Linked DNA regions of Mus musculus: region 1 is linked to region 2. The links are chromatin contacts, called in public Hi-C maps. All regions are on one chromosome and are shown on one strand. Each heading gives the region's core, a stretch centred on a gene start, on an enhancer-like site or on the middle of the called end of the contact. The rest is flanking DNA. Distances are from core to core; before and after follow the strand shown.

What was found. Hi-C and Micro-C count contacts between places; a contact is called where the count stands out from the background.
Region 1: a contact with region 2 is called in a Hi-C map of liver, with 2.3 times the contacts expected there. The contact joins the promoter of Dhrs7 here to the enhancer-like site in region 2. A contact is called at or near these places in 2 of 39 promoter capture datasets (both in liver), 1 of 15 datasets of contacts at CTCF or cohesin (the NIH/3T3 cell line), 17 of 484 Hi-C or Micro-C datasets (the G1E-ER4 cell line, the HPC-7 cell line, cortical neurons and 3 more), 5 of 115 datasets of contacts at active chromatin or transcription factors (bone marrow-derived macrophages, embryonic stem cells and liver) and 3 of 9 other capture datasets (adipose tissue, liver and pancreatic islet).

The regions. Positions count from the first base shown.
Region 1 is chr12:72,663,531-72,666,342 of GRCm38.p6, forward strand. It overlaps Dhrs7 (dehydrogenase/reductase (SDR family) member 7), which reads right to left and starts at 1,298. Exons shown (of 7, transcript NM_025522.5): 1 at 1,099-1,298. The coding sequence starts at 1,231.
Region 2 is chr12:72,580,077-72,583,136 of GRCm38.p6, forward strand. Pcnx4 (pecanex homolog 4) reads left to right here. Exons shown (of 11, transcript NM_026327.3): 11 at 1-137. Among named protein-coding and RNA genes, the nearest start is that of Pcnx4, 45 kb to the left of the region's middle. Within about 2 kb of position 1,570, at least 2 of the 459 cell types and tissues checked have an H3K27ac peak or open chromatin away from gene starts, as enhancers often do. A contact at or near this core is called in liver, where this site is marked.

The sequences.
Region 1 (2,812 bases), core at 48-2,547, 83 kb after region 2:
AGTTAAAAGATGTATGGGGTATTTAGGATTCTTGCCCTCAACACTGACAGTCTCCGAGTCACAGCCATGCCCTCTCCTGTTTTGCAGCGCTGAATCCACAAGCACACTGTGCAGTTGCATTTGTCAGTACTGCAACTGTTTGAGCCAAGGCAATGCAGCTTCAGAGAAAAGACAGCAAGGATGCCTGCCAACATCTGGGAGGGACATAAAATCCAAGATCCAGCTGTCACCTACTCCTGCCCTGCTGACTTTGAATGCAGTACCTTCTGAGCCACCAGCTACTTCAAAGCATTTTTGTTCGGGTGCTTTGTGTATTTTCCACCACGAACAGTGGAATCCCACTTAGTCCTTTAAGGATCAGAAAAGCCTACCTAGGGAGGCTTTGAGTTTCTCTGTCAATGTCTTTAACTGAAAAACAATACGAAGAGTGCCCATGTCATCAGAATTGTTAACGCCAAAGGTCAGAGGCTGTCTGTGGCCTGCTGAACACACTGCCAACGTGACATAACACCCAGCAGCATCTGTGAACTGATATATCGGAGCATGTGAATCATGTATTAAGTGAACATTAAACACCACGCAAGCTGCAGATCGAAGTGGAGCGGGCGAAACGTGCCTTACTGTACACAGAATGATCTCCCTCCTGGCAAAAAGCCAGCTCAGCGCTTTCTATTGCGAAAATTTTAACCAAGTGAGCAGGTGAGTAAGTGATTCAGGCCAAATTTTCTTTGGGTGCTTCCGGGAAAGTAAAAAGTGCAGGATCAAAGAATGTTCCGGCCTCTTAGAAAGCAAGGGACACACTCTGCTCTCCATGGTGCCTTCCCTGAGAGTGTCCGGGGATCCTACGGAAGAAGTCTGTGTCTTGCAGGCATCAGAGAATTGCAGCGCTCTCTTGGGGTTTGACGTTTTCTATCCTAGTCTGGGTAACAAATCAGGGCCATTTTCGAATTAAGACAAGCGACAGAGTGGGTACTGCCTGTTTAGCCCCTGCCTCTTCCTCCCGGACCCTCAGCCCTTGGTCAAGGCTCAGCTTGGCAACAGCTGGGAGGGACCTCGGCCCTGATCTTCCTTAGAGCCCAGGCTGTAGAGGATGCTCACCTGGGCGTCGCCCTTGCCATTCAGCCCACAACAAGGTCAGGTCCGCATCCGCCCGCAAAAAGCGCAAGAGCTGCACAAGGGGCAGGATCAGCGCGCACAGCGCCAGCAGCCACAACAGCAGCTCCCAGCTCATCGCTGTCCCTTGCCTACCCGACTCTGCCGCAAGCGGAAGACAGTCGGCGCCCGCCCTCTACGCGGCGGGTCACAACCCGGGGCTCCGCCTAGCGAGTCCCCGAAGGTGGGGCTCCATCTGTGTCCCGGGCTGCACCACGGCGTCTCTGCGCGTCCCTACTGCGTGCAAGACTGCCGGGGTGTTGCAATAGAAGGCATGGAATCTTGGGAAACTGCTGTTGGGAGAGCAGTCAACAAGATTTGTGAGGGCATGAAGGAGTCTTTAACAGCTGTTTTTAGGACGACTTTTCAGGGCTTTGGTGGTGCCTTGGCGAGAAACAAAACAAAACTTTGATCACTGCCCGCTCCGACCCCGAGGCCCCATCCCCCGCTCCACGCTGGGAATTGTGCCCAGGTCCTTCTTCGCGCTGGGCAAGCTCCCAAAAGCTGAGCCAAACCCTCACTCACTCTTCCTAATCTGTTTTCCTTTCACTTTAAGCTTGTGGACTGAGATAAGCATACCGAAGTAACTCAGCACTTGAACTGGGTTGCCCTCGTGGACTGGCCGCTTATATTTAGAAAAACATTACAAATGATACTCATATTTGGCCAAAAGTTGGCTATCATGGCCCAGAGTAATCAGAACATAAAACTAACTGGGCTAGAAGGCAACTGTTGCTAAGTTCCAGGAGCTAAAAACACTCAGGTTGGTGTCCTCCTGCCACCGTTTGTAAATGATGCCATTATCATTTGACAGCATTTGAATATGGAAAGGCCTCTGTGCACACTAATTGCTCTGTTCTTTCTTCTGTGTTTGTTAGTATTGTTTTTATAAATTGTCACTTTTTTTTTTCCGAGACAGGGTTTCTCTGTTTCTACTTTGTAGACCAGGCTGGCCTCAAACTCAGAAATCCGCCTGCCTCTGCCTCCCAAGTGCTGGGATTAAAGGTGTGCGCCACCACGCCCAGCTGAATTGTCACTTTTTTCATTGCAGTGAGAAAAGGTTTACAAAGGTCTATATTTTGCATCTTTAGAGTGATCTATGCAGGAAATATTTGAACTAGTGTTAATCAGAAATTGCTGTGGTATAGTTCAAGGTGCATGTCAGTTAGCTAAACTTTTGGACTGCCATTTGGAATAATATTGGTCAAGAATTGCTCTAATTGACGTATCACCTGGGCCATGTGAATTTTATTTTTATTTTGTAGCACATTACTTTTGTAATAAGATGTCTTAAAATACCACACAGAGTCTCATGATGAATCTTATCCCAAATGTTTCCCCTTCTGTAAAAGGACAGGACTGCAGTGGATCTAGTGTTCCGATGGGTCACAACCCCAAGCTGTGGGGATGAGGGATCTGAGACTGGGACATTGGGCTTGGGAGACTGGCAGGAAGCTATGATCTCTTCCTGTCCACCCCTAGGGATTAGACCCGGGTGGGTGCTGAGTGTCGAAGTGCCAAGGCAGAGCTTTAGAGTGTTTTTCCGTACTGGAGCTGGAGAGGTGGCTCTGCTGTTAGAGGCACTTGTTGCTCTTGCAGAGAACCTGGGTTCAATTTCCACACCCACATGGCAGCTCACATCTGTTGGTAACTCTTGTCC
Region 2 (3,060 bases), core at 320-2,819:
CTTGGAAACCGAAAAAACTTGAAATAAAATCTCACCAGCTAAATTTTGTTCTTTGTGTTTAGAGAGGGATATCCATGTGTATAGGTGCCTACCCAGGCTTGTGGAGGCCAGAGGCCAACCTCAGGCAGTATCTCTCTCAGGGACTTGGACTTGCTGAGTTGGCTAGACTGGCCAACCAGTGAGACCCATGCTGTGTCCACCTCTGCAGCCAGTGAGACCCACACTGTGTCTACCTCCGCAGCAGTGGGATAAGAAGCACACACCTCGGTGCCTGGCTTTCTGCATGAGGGCTGGAGAACAACTTGAGGTCACCATGCCTAGATGGCAAGCACTTTACCAACTAAGAGACCGTCCCAGCCAAATTTCTCTCCCACAAATTTCTATTATATATAAATGAAACAGCTCTTCATTCACCGTGAGTGTTCTCACAACCAGAAGACATCCCATAGTTCTGACTCCACATGCAATAATGAATTACCCAGTGGGACCATCAGGGCTCTGAGTATTTGAGCTGAAACTTGGAAGTAATGGGAAATTTCCTTAAAGTGGTAAGAGTTTCATCATTATCCTCTCGCTGCCTAGAAATGAGTTACAGTTACCTGGAGGGAAGGAAGACGATGATGTAAGCCTCTGCAGATGGGAACCTGCTTTATTCCTTACTCGATTTCTAACTAAACCGCCAAGAACTCAGAGAATCTCAAGATGATGATGCATTTTCTTTAGAAATGACTGAGCTTGCTGGGCAGTGGTGGATCACACCTTTAATCCCAGCACTTGGGAGGTAGAGGCAGAAAGATTTCTGAGTTTGAAGCCAGCCTGGTCTACAGGTCTACAGAGTAAGTTCCAGTACTTCAGGGCTACAGAGAAACCCTGTCTCGGAAAAAGAAAAGAAAAGAGAAGAGAAGAGAAGAGAAGAGAAGAGAAGAGAAGAGAAGAGAAGAGAAGAGAAGAGAAGAGAAGAGAAGAGAGAAGAGAAAAGAGAAAAGAAAAGAAAAGAAAAGAAAAGAAAAGAAAAGAAAAGAAAAAGAAAAGAGAGAGGAGGGGAGGGGAGGGGAGGGGAGGAGAGGAGAGGAGAGGAGAGGAGAGGAGAGGAGAGGAGAGGAGAGGAGAGGGAAGAGGAGAGAAGAGAAAGAGGAGAAGGGAAGAGAAGAGGATAGGAGAGGAGAGAGGAGAGGAGAAAGAGAAGAGAAGAGAAGAGAAGAGAAGAGAAGAGAAGAGAAGAGAAGAGAAGAGAAGAGAAGAGAAGAGAAGAGAAGAGAAGAGAAGAGAAGAGAAGAGAAGAGAAGAAGAGAAAAGAGAAAAAGAAATGACTGAGCTGGTTATAGTTTGTGATTAGCCCCCCTTGGCCATACCCCCTTGGCCTCACCTCCCTTGGTTTTGTATTATTCTAAAATAATCACATAGTTACCAATCTCATTTTTTGTTTTTTGATTCTTGGGGTTTTTTTTTGGGGGGGGGGGGTTGGATATTTTTGGTTGCTTGTTTGGTTTGGTTTGGTTTGACTTTTGGTTTGTTGGTTTTTCTCAATTGTTTGTTTTAGTGATTTGAATTTTTTTAACTTTGTATTGATTTTTTGTGAACTTCACATCATGCACCCGAGTCCCACTCATCTCCCCACCCTTCTATATTTATCCTCCACCCTTGCAATCTCTCCTTCAAAAGAAAAATAATAAAAATTTAAAAATAAAACCATCTTGCTGTGGAAGCTGCAGTGTGCCATGCAGTGTGCCCTTTTGCCCAAACAGCTTTTCTTGCAAAGCTTTATTGCAATGAATCATGGGTCTGGTTCGAGGCCTCTGGCTTCTGTTATATTATCAATACTGGATCCTCACCAGGACTCTTCTCAGAGATCCTGTTATTGCCCTGTGTGTGGAGATCCTGAAGCTTTGGTTCTCTATGACTGAGCCCTTCTGCAGCAGTTCATAGATAGGTTAGATGTTGGAGTGGGTCAACTCAGAGCCCCAAATCTGGGCCCAGGTGGTAGCTGGGTTGGTGAGCCTACCATCGTTAGGGGCCAGCTTTGACAAGCTACCCAGGTAAGAGGGCAGAGCCAGTTCTGCTCAGTCCTCAGATACCAACATGTCCCCAGGCAGCCACCCAGACCAAGGAAGTCCCCATGACCTTTGGTGGAAACATGAACCACAGATATTGACACAGATCCCTGCGGCTGCAGGGCCACAGACCCAGGCGAGGTCATGGACAGCAGTACAGTGCCAGGATCTCACCATGGCCTCAGGGGGCAAGGCAAGCTAATCACATCAGGCTGTTCCTCACTACCCTCTGATCTCCAGTGGTTCCTCTCTTCATTGTGCACATACCATTTCTGCTTCTCTTTCTCTGACACATCTCCACCACTTATGAAATCATCTTAGTGGCACCTGCGCCTCTGAGTGTCCTCTGCCCAACCTGCGCTGTATGGCAGCAGGCAGGAGTTGCCTCTCATTGATAATACATTCCACTCTAGATTCTGTCTCCGTTCCTCCTAAAAACAAAGGTTGAGGCCATTACTGACCTACATGTCAAACATCTGGCTGTTCTATGCCATGCCCTCACCTTACTTGGCCCTGAACAGCAAGCATGGGGGTATGTTTTGAGCGATCTTTCCTGCGGCACCTGTGGCACCTTTGTCAGGGCTTCCTCCACATCACATTCTTTGACCTCTCTGGGTATTTGTTCTCAAGAACCTTCGCTGCCTTTCCTCTTCCATCTGACCTCTCAAAGTGATAAATCCTCCTCAGCAGTTTCCTCTGCAGCTCACTGCCTACATATATAGTACACAATCCGATGTGTTCCAAAGACTGAAAACATCACCACCAAATTGATGTTAAGATGTATGTATTTGTATATGTATATGTATATGTATATGTATATGTATATGTATATGTATATGTATATGTATATGTATATGTATATGTGCCTAGCCCAACCGAATTACTTTATCATGCTCCTCACACTGAACCTGTGTGTCACTTACTTTCTCTACCAGATACTAAAAACTGACTCTCGTACCTCTCTAAAGCTCACTTCTCAGCTTCTCAGGTTAGCAGTGCATGGGCAATT